Linked DNA regions of Mustela erminea: region 2 is linked to region 1. Evidence: chromatin contacts called from public Hi-C data. All regions are on one chromosome and are shown on one strand. Each heading gives the region's core, a stretch centred on a gene start, on an enhancer-like site or on the middle of the called end of the contact. The rest is flanking DNA. Distances are from core to core; before and after follow the strand shown. Region 1 holds the start of TESK1 (dual specificity testis-specific protein kinase 1). Region 2 holds the start of FAM214B (protein FAM214B).

The links. Hi-C and Micro-C count contacts between places; a contact is called where the count stands out from the background.
Region 2: a Hi-C map of skeletal muscle shows a contact between it and region 1, with 11 times the contacts expected there. The contact joins the promoter of FAM214B here to the promoter of TESK1 in region 1. A contact is called at or near these places in 2 of 3 Hi-C or Micro-C datasets (skeletal muscle and spleen).

What each region holds. Positions count from the first base shown.
Region 1 is chr12:35,814,582-35,819,673 of mMusErm1.Pri, reverse strand. It overlaps TESK1 (dual specificity testis-specific protein kinase 1), which reads left to right and starts at 2,780. Exons shown (of 10, transcript XM_032307378.1): 1 at 2,780-4,449; 2 at 4,583-4,704; 3 at 4,834-4,882. The coding sequence starts at 4,231.
Region 2 is chr12:36,279,508-36,284,284 of mMusErm1.Pri, reverse strand. FAM214B (protein FAM214B) reads right to left here and starts at 2,910. Exons shown (of 9, transcript XM_032308041.1): 1 at 2,823-2,910.

The DNA.
Region 1 (5,092 bases), core at 1,531-4,030:
AGGTGAGGGGAGAGCACAGGGGTACAGAGTATGTATGAAACAAGATTGGCCAAGAATTGATCATTGGAGAATCACTGGCACAAAAGGTACATAAAAGCAGGTACTTTCACTTCAGCCAGGTCATTTATGTCAACAACACAACTGAGGCAGGGGTAAGTGATTTTTTTTTAAGATTTTATTTATTCATTTGACAGACAGAGATCACAAGAAGGCAGAGAGGCAGGCAGAGAGAGAGGGGGAAGCAGGTTCCCCGCCAAGCAGAGAGCCTGATTCAAGACTCGATCCCAGGACTCTGGGATTGTTACCTGAGCTTAAGGTAGAGGTTTTAACCCACTGAGCCATCCAGGCATGAGTGATTTAGTGCAAGGCTCTCCACAAATGGTCTTACAGAGGTAAATAAAGGTTCATTGTTCTATTCTCAACTTGTTCTTATTTTCATGTTTGACATTTTCCCATCATAAAAGTCTGAAAAACAAAAACAAAAGGATCTTCTAATAGCCTAACTTGAGCAATACTTAAAATTTATCTTAGCAGGGGGCGCCTGGGTGACTCAGTGGGTTAAAGCCTCTGCCTTCAGCTCAGGTCGTGATCCCAGGACCCAGGGATCGAGCCCCACATCCGGCCCTCTGCTCAGCAGGGAGCCTGCTTCCTCCTCTCTCTCTGCCTACTTGTGATCTCTGTCTGTCAAATAAATAAATAACATTTTAAAACAAATTTATCTTAGCAGATCCCTCTACATTTAATACTATTCAATACATTTAATGCTATTCATTATTCCACTTTCCCTAAATTCCCCATTCCTTAGCACCAGCCTCTCTAGATTCTCTTCCTATCTTTCACCTTGTTTCTTTTCAGTCTCCTTCATGAAATTCTCTTCATCTATCCACCATTTATATATATAATATATATGTATATATTATATATATATCCATCTCTTCATCTATCCATTATATATATATATATATATATAATTTATTTCAGAGAGAGAAAGCACACAAGTAGGCTGAGGGGCAGAGGGAGAGGGGAAAAAAAGACTCCCTGTTAAGCCTGATACAGGGCTTGATACCAGGACCCTGGGATCATGACCTAAGCTGAAAGCAGACACCTGACTGAGCCACCCACCCTCCCTTTTAATGTTGGTGTTCCCCAGGATTCTTGCCAGCCCATTTCTCCTCTATACACCCTACTTGGATGATGGCATCTGCCTTCAAAGTTTCCTTTATCATCACCCCTTTCCTTATGGCAATCATCTGTCTTCCCCCACCCAACCTTTTCTCCTTCTGGGTTCTTTATCCCAGTTGATATCATACAGTCATCTAAGCTACAAACATAAAAATGATCTTGGCCAGAGTGCCTGCCTGGCTGGCTCAGTTGGTTAAGCATCTGCCTTCCGCTCAGGTCACTGGGCTGGAGCCCCTGCATCAGGTTTTCCCCACCACCTCTGCCCACCCCTAACCGTATTCTCTCTCTCTCTCAAATAAAAAATTACAGTCTTAAAAAAAAAAAAAAAAAGTACTGGCTGTTGCTCCTTCTTTACCCTGAACTGACTCTGGATACTAAATCAATCAGCAAGTTTTCCAATATTAGTTGACTGTTTCCTCCTCTCCTTCCCTATTATCCCTATCCTAGTTCAGTCTCTCATCCTCTCCTGACTCCAGCATTGGCAAGTCTCGTTGCTTCCATACAACCACCACAATGATCTTTCTAGAACAGGATCCCGGCTCCTCTGCTTAGAGTTATTACCACCAACAACAGTAACTTTCAAATTTAGATAAAGATACAAGTGAATTAAATTATTATAATACTATTTTAACAAAATGAAGCATAAAGTGCTAGTGTTTATAGATCTCAAACAGCTATAGAAACCAAACTTACAAATTAAGTAGTTGTGGATGCTAACATTAAGATAATGAATGAGTTTGTTTTGCTGAGACCGAACGGTCTCTGGAAGAATGAGTATGAGGCACAAAGTCCAGGCATAGGTTGTTCTCAAGACTGGCCTGGCTCCACGGGCTCTAGAACGACCATGAATCTTGCCCATTCTCTCTCCAAACCTGTGAGAAACCTTCAGTTGCACAGGGCATGGGCACAGCCTCTAGCCTTCTCTCCACCCTGGGGCACCGTTTGTAATCTAAGACTGTTTTCTCTACTCAATATAATTGGACAATTAAATAGAACTCGGCTCCAACTCTCATAAACAGGATTCTTGTCAGAAGGCGAGCACCCACACGGATGCGGACTGGGCTTGTATAAATTTCCTTTCCATCTTACCACAAAAATAGACATGGAGTACTTGAGAATTTTTTAAAAGAATTCAGCCTTGAGTGAGAATTTTTTTTTTAAGATTTTATTTATTTATTTGACAGACAGGAGATCACAAATAGGCAGAGAGGCAGGCAGAGAAAGAGGAGGAAGCTCACTCCCCGCTCAGCAGAGAGCCCGATGCGGGGCCCGATCCCACGACCTGAGCCAAAGGCAGTGGCCCAACCCACTCAGCCACCCAGGCGCCCCTTGAGTGAGAATTTTTGATAAGAATTCAGACTTGCTCCCTCAAGCTCTGTCCCAGCGCTTTTGGTTCCGGAGACTTGCAGCGCCCACTCCCGCCGCCCTCCATTCCGCCGCTAGGTGGCAAGCTGCTCAGTGCCGCCCATAACAGCTTGCCCGGTAGGCGTCCGTCGGATCCAGAGACGTCACTCATCCCTGGCAATAATTGGCTAGTTCGCCAGCGGAGAACCGGAAGCGTTTGGGACGGCTGTGCGCAGCGCGCGCGCATTCAGGGCCCAGCGCCCCCTTAAAAAAAAAAAAGACCAGCTGCAGCTCCTCCTCCAGCCTGAGGGGGCAGACCGGATTCCTACCAGGCGGAGAGCGGAACCTCCTGAGAGGGGTCACACAGATAAGGGCTGGGCCACACTGAGGGGAGGAGTCACGTTGAAAGGCGGGGTCACAATGACCCGTGGAGTCACTCCGAGAGGTGGGGTCTCTCATTGTGTGGGAGGAACAGACAGAAGGGTGTCGCACTGAGGGGTTCTGGCACACACTGACGGTGGCAGAATCGTATTGAGGAACGGTCCCTCTGAAGGGAGGGTCTCACTAAGGAGGAGAGGGGTCTCCGAAGGGAAGTCTCCCGGAGGGGCGGGTTTTTGCCGAGGGGGCGGAATCCCACGGAAGGCGGGGCTTCCGGGCAGGTGGAGGCTTCTCTGCAGAGGGATAGGGCCGTTTGGAGGAAAGAGTAAGAGGAAGGTTCAGGCTGGGTGGTCACCGGGCGGATACACCTTTCTTCTTTAGAACTTTATTCGAGGGAGGCGGGATGGAATAAGGAGGTGTGGGGCCACACCAGGGACAGGAGGGCCGCGGGCTCACTATATAGGCCTGAGGCATCACCACCGCCCGAGAAGGGGAAAGTGTCAGGGAATCCAGAGGTGTTGGGGTCGAGACCTGGGAAATGGGCAGGCTGGGCCAGAGCGGAGGCCAGGCAGGTAGGCGGGTTGCTGGGCTACCTCCGATTGTGGCTGGCCGGGAAGGGTCTACTTTTCTGCCCTGCTGGCCGTCGGAGTCCAGGAATCCGGCGGCTTCCTGAGCCCGGCTTTCCTCAGACAGTGGCCTGAGGGTGGGAGGAGAGAAAGGACTCCCAGGGCAGCTAAAAGACGTTTGAGCTGCGCGTACGCACAATCAGCCCATAATTTCCTTCAGTTATTCAGCTCGGGCCTGAACTTATTTGGTCCCGACGTCCCGGACCCACTCGCCTCTGGTGTCTCGGCCACCGGTTGGGGGTTGCGTACCTGAGGGGGCGTGGCCGCTGCCCGTGGGCCGGGCTGGAAGGAGTTAAGCGGAGGCCCGGCTCAGCCCCGCCCCCGGCAGGCCGCGGAGCCTGAGCCCCAGCGGCGAAGCGGAGCAGCGGTCGCCAGCCCGCCCGCCCGCCCGCCAGCCCGCCTCCGCCTGCGGGGAGCCCGCCCGCCTGCCCGCCGGCGCCCAGGAGAGCCACCGCCACCGCCCGGCCCAGGCCCAGGCCCAGGCCCTGCGCAGAGCGAAGCGGAGCGGCGTCTACCCGGGCCCTGCAAACCGGCGCGGCGGGGGCGGGCCCAAGACCTGCCGCGGATCTTCCATTCTCCAGGGCGGGAGCGGGAGCTCCGGCGTCCCGGATCGGGCTCGGCGCACGCCCATGGCAAGCGCGGCCTGCCCGGGCCCCGGGGACCCTGCCATGTGAGGCAGGCCCGGGCTGGGGGCCCGGCCATGGCCGGGGAACGGCCCCCACTGCGGGGCCCTGGGCCAGGGCCGGGAGAAGCGCCGGGGGAGGGGCCCCCGGGACCGGGGAGTACGGGTGGAGGCCCGGGCCGGGGCCGCCCCTCCTCCTACCGGGCTCTCCGCAGCGCCGTCTCCAGCCTGGCGCGCGTGGACGATTTCCACTGCGCGGAGAAGATCGGGGCCGGCTTCTTCTCTGAGGTCTACAAGGTAGGATCATCAGAGAGGGCAGATGGGCGGGACCGAGCCATAGACGCGAGGCTGGAGCTAAGGGGCCCAGACCCGGACGACCCGCGCGACCTGGCGGATCTGCCCGGGACTCGCCAGCCTATGCCGCCCCCAGGTTAGGCACCGACAGTCAGGGCAAGTCATGGTGCTGAAAATGAACAGACTCCCCAGTAACCGGGGAAACACGCTACGGGAGGTGCAGCTGATGAACCGGCTCCGACACCCCAACATCCTAAGGTGAGCGGCCCCAGCCGCTTGCTGAGAAGCTTGCTGGGAGAAAAGGAAAGATCCCGCGGGAAAAGTGGGAACTGCAGAGGGGCCTGGACTCTTAAAGCCTATCCTCCTATCTTCTTCATCTTCTTCCAGGTTCATGGGGGTCTGTGTGCACCAGGGGCAGCTGCACGCTCTTACAGAGGTGAGGATGGGCCAGGAAAGGGGACCCCCACCACCACCAAAGGGAGAGAGTGTCAGCGCCCGGTGCATTTGCTAAGGAATAATGAAAGGCAGCAGGACCCCCTCCCATGAGAGGCTTCCCTGAACTTCCCTTTGGGCTAACCACAAATAAAATTCCTCCATTGGTCACATTTTCTAGATGCGCTTTAACAAGTACTGTCCAGTAGAACTT
Region 2 (4,777 bases), core at 1,661-4,160, 460 kb before region 1:
GTGACGCCACAGAACAGGCAGTAAGTTCTGTTTTACTGCCACTAACATAGGCCAAGGCCTTAGTTACTTGCAAAGGTCAGGGGGGCAACAGTTCAGTGGGAAGGATCAAAGATGTTCTAGGCCTCTCTGTACCCTAGGAAAACAGCATGGTACAATCAAGAGGCCCTAACTAGCTGCCCCAAACTCTTACCCTGCTTTATTTTTTCATAGCAGTTATCACCACATGGCCTCTCTCTGCCTCACACACTCACGCATAGTTCTTTCTCCCCCTATTAGAATGGAAGCTCTATGAGAGCAGCAAAGTTGTTTTGTTCGTGCCAGTATTCCCAGAATCAACATCAGTGCCTGGCACATAATAGCCACTCAATAAACATTGGCTAAAAGAAATGATGAGCCCTGGGCTGCGTGAACACAATCAGAAGGCCTGGATCCTAATTCCTGCTCTTTCACTGTGAGACCCAGAGAAAGTCAATCTCTTTGGCTGCAAATTTTCAACTCTGTAAGATGAGGAGTTTGTATAAATGATGGCCATTGAGGGCCTCTGTAACTCTGGCCTTATATTGCTATGTTTCTAATAGCAATTGTTCACTCAAATTCATTTTCAGAGGATGGACCCAAATGTCTGAATGCCCTCCTGCTTGTATTGAAGCACAGAGGCTAAATATCCCAGCCTCAGCACAGCAAACTGATGCCCTTTCTCTTCATGCCCCACCCACTCAAACAAATGCCTCAGTCCTGAGGAAGCTGGAGTGTTTGCCCTAGGCCCGCCTCTCTGAGAGACAGTCTGGGAAGCTGTGTTGCCATAGCAATCAGCTCCTCCTCAAAAGGCTTCAGCCTGCCCTCCCTTACCCCACCCTACCCCACGGCTTTGTCTGGTCTCAGCACCCCCTCCCTCCCTGGCCAGTCACAGCTAGAAGGAGGTTGGCTAGGGGCCCCTTTCAGTAACACTGTCACACACATTCAGCCACAGTGGGGAAGGCTGGCCTTTTTCACCCTCTCCCAGATAGCCCAGGGGCAAATAGAACTTTGGCACTATATCAAGGCTCCTCAGGAAACCTGAGGGGCTCCCTGGAGGTCTAAGCCCTCGTCTCCATTCTGACCATCAGCTTCCAAGCCAGGAGTGTGGGAGTCATTCTCTTTTCCTCTTCCAGCTAAGGCTGGAACCTCATATCCCTTCTGGAGTTCGGCCTGCCATAGTAGCCCATCTCTCAAAACATATATCCAAGATATATGTAATTTTCAGCCTTCCCAAAGAAGGTCCTAGGGTTTTTAGGTTTTAGGTCCTAGGGTTCCCCCCCAGGAGAAGGAAAAGGGTGGGGAAAGTAAGTTTGTGGCAAGTGGTGAAAAAGTGGCAGCCAGTCACTTGTGGAGGCTGTTGGAAGACATATTGGTAGGAGTGGGGTGGGGTCTGGGCCTTGCTCCTGGTAACTAGGGTCTGTGGCCATTGAGCACAAAGTTCCGGGCAGGGCACAGCTCCTGGACGGGCAAGTCCCAGGCCAGGCCCCAGGGCGAGGAAGGAAGTGGGAAATGAGCACACCCAGAGCATAGGGCAGGGCAAAGTGGGGGAGGGGGAAGACAGGGACCAAGGCAGGCTTCTGGGAGGAACAGGAACTAGAATGGGGGTTAACAGGAACACCAGCTGGGGGAAGAAACTCCAGTCTCACCCAGGCAGATCCAAAGCCAACTGAGGAGACAGTCACAGAAGACCTAGTAGCAAGTGGGGCCTGATCCTCCCTCCCTAAGAGTGGTAGCCTGAAGGTGTTATTAGGAGCCAACGAGCCAAGGAGCCAGGAGCACTAGGGACTGGCTTCTTTACCCCACCAATTCCATCATACCATTCCTAGAACACAGTACACAAGCCTCTTCCTGAGTCTCTACAAAGCCCCAGGACTTTCTCAAAGGACTAGTGGTTCTTCCCCACTCAGTTGGGGCCTACAACTCTTCCCCTCACACAGTGCCCACAACCCCATCCCTTCTTTCTGTGCACAGTCCCTCTGTCCCTCCGTTTCTCCCACACTCTGGACCACCAGCTCTTCTCCATCACAGGGCACCTGCTTTCCCCAAAGCAACTTTAGATCCCCTCCCCCTCAAGTATAGCCAGCCTCCAACCCTCCACATCAGACAGCGTCCTAGCCCCCTCACACTGTACCTACAACCTCGGCAAAACACTCCGGTCTCTCCCCCACAAAGGCCCCTGGAGAATGCACCTGCTTACCCACACATTGAGCCCCCAAGTCCTCCCCCAACTCTGTCTTCCTCCCCCCCCACAGCAGTCCTCAGATTCTCTCCTTTTCTAACGTGCCCCCCACCTCCTGTTTGCCCAAGCGCACCCCCATCCTTGTCCCTCCTTCCACGCGCACCCCACCCCACACCTGTAGTTCCGTGAGTCCCGTTGCACCTGAGGAGGTAGTGGGTTGGGGCAGTTACAGAGAGGCCCTAGCAGCAACCTCGGCCTGCAAACCTCACCCCTTCTGTCCGAGCCCCGCCCCCGCAACGCCCAGGCCCACCCCCTCCCTTGTCCCACCTCCCACCTTCTCCGGGCTCGTCCCCTTTGCTAGTTTCTTTAATTCCTTTGGCTCCTCCCCTGTAACAAGGCTCCGCCCCATGGCTCCGCCCCTTCTCTCCAATGCGTCTCCCCAGGAACATCCGCCTGTCACTAGCCCCTTCCCTGATCCCCGCCCTCTTCTGGTTCCTCAGCCTTTCGCGGGGACCCGCCCCTCGGATTCCAGCCTGGCAAAACCCAAGCCAGGCCCTCTTCCACCGCGAGCCCTGGTCGGTCTCAGAGACCCTCCTACCCCCGCCCCTTCGCCCGCCCGCCTCACCCGGGCGCTAGAGCTCCAGCCCGGATCCGCTGGCTCTGATTGGCGGCGGCGGCCCCAATGGATGGCGGGGGAGACAAAGTGATGGCTGCAGGTCGCCCGAGGTCCCACCCCGGCCACGTGCGGCTTCTGTGATGACAGGTCTAGAGGGGCGGGGCCTTGGCCCTCAGGGTGCGGGCCTCGGCTGGCCGGATCGGACTGGGGGTGGGGGAGCGGGAGCTGGCATCAAAGCGCTAGCCAGAGGGTACCGAGCCTGACTGGGGCTCTCCCGGGCTTTCGCGTTAGTGTGAGCTGCCTGCGGAACTTGAGCCTTTTTCTGGGGACGTCTGGGTTAGCGCACGCATTTGCTTTAATGGGGGAGGTCTTTGGGGTTTGCAAGGTAGTGCAAGGAGTTTCAGGAGTCTGTAAAGATGGGAGAATCTGGTTGGTGGTGTCTCAAGTCTGTGAGGTTGAGCAAGTGTCTACAGCCTACGCCGTACGGGAGAATCTGAGTTCTGGGAGATGGGCAGTAACAGCCAGATCTGTACCTATGAGAAGGTGGGTCAGAAAGGAATTCTGTGAATTTTAGGAGCTTAAGTGTTAATACGAAGTTGGAAGAGTCTGCAATCGCCGGAGAGAAGCAGGGCCCTTGCTTTGTACAAGTGTCAAATGACCTATGTGACAGTTACATATGTTCTGTAATTTAATTAGCGCTTGAGTTTTCTCTCCTATTTACACTCGCCCTACTAGTTCCCGAGATATAGCAGAGGGAAGTCCACGCGTATCAGGTACCTGTAGATGGCAGCACAGGACCCTTGCAGAACTGAAGGGCCCAGAGCCCAGGGCCTATCGCGGCTCTCGGTAGAGCAGGCGGTATAGACTGTCGGTCAAACCTGGTGAAGTTCTCTGAAAGTGGCAGATTCTTTAGGTTTCTGGGACTTTCTGTGAGTAGTTAGCTTAAGATAATTTACTAAACACCAATTGTATGCAAAGAAAAAAAAGGATTTTTTCTCTGTCCTAAAGGAACTTGTTTAGGTTGTCATATAAGTACCTCGATAATTCTACAGACAGTAAAATTGGAAGGGTTTGGGGTAGTGGAAAAACCATAGGGTTTGTAATCATTTGTGTTGGCCTTTGAACTTTAGGTTTGGGTATTTACTACCTGTATGAATTTGACTAAATTACTTGACTTAAAAAAATAAACTTAATTAATTTTAGAACAATTTTAGATGTATAGACCATTTATGAAGGCGATTCAGAGTTTCCGTTGTACACCACCCAATTTCTCTTATTAACATTTAAATTACTATGGTTCATCTGTTATAATTAATTAACCAATATTGATACATTATCATTAATTAAAGTACATACCTCATTCAGATTTCCTTAGTTCTTCTTCTTTTTTTTTAAAGATTTTATTTATTTATTTGACAGAGATCACAAGTAGGCAGAGAGAGAGGAAGCAGGCCCCCTGCTGAGCAGAGAGCCTGATGCTGGGTGTGATCCCAGGACCCTGAGATCATGATCTGAGCTGAAGACAGAGGCTTAACCCACTGAGCAACCCAGACACCCCTCCCTTTCTTAGTTCTTCTTTACACCTTTTCTCTGTTCCAGGATCCTATCCAGGATCTCAAATTGCATTTGGTTGTCATGTCTCCTTAAACTTTTCTTTGGCTGCGACATTTTCTCAGACTTCCTGGTTTTTGATGACCTTGATGGTTTTACCATTAGATTTTTTAAAAAATTTTATTTATTTATTTGACAGGCAGAGATCACAAGTAGGCAGAGAGGGAAGCAGAGAGAGAGAGGAGGAAGGAAGCAGGCTTCCCGCAGAGCAGAAAGCCCGATTTGGGGCTTGATCCCAGGATTCCTAGGATCATGACCTGAGCCAAAGGCAGAGGCACAACCCACCAAGCCACCCAGGACCCCTGCCATTTGATATTTTATAGAATGTCTTTCAGTGGGATTTGTCTGATGTG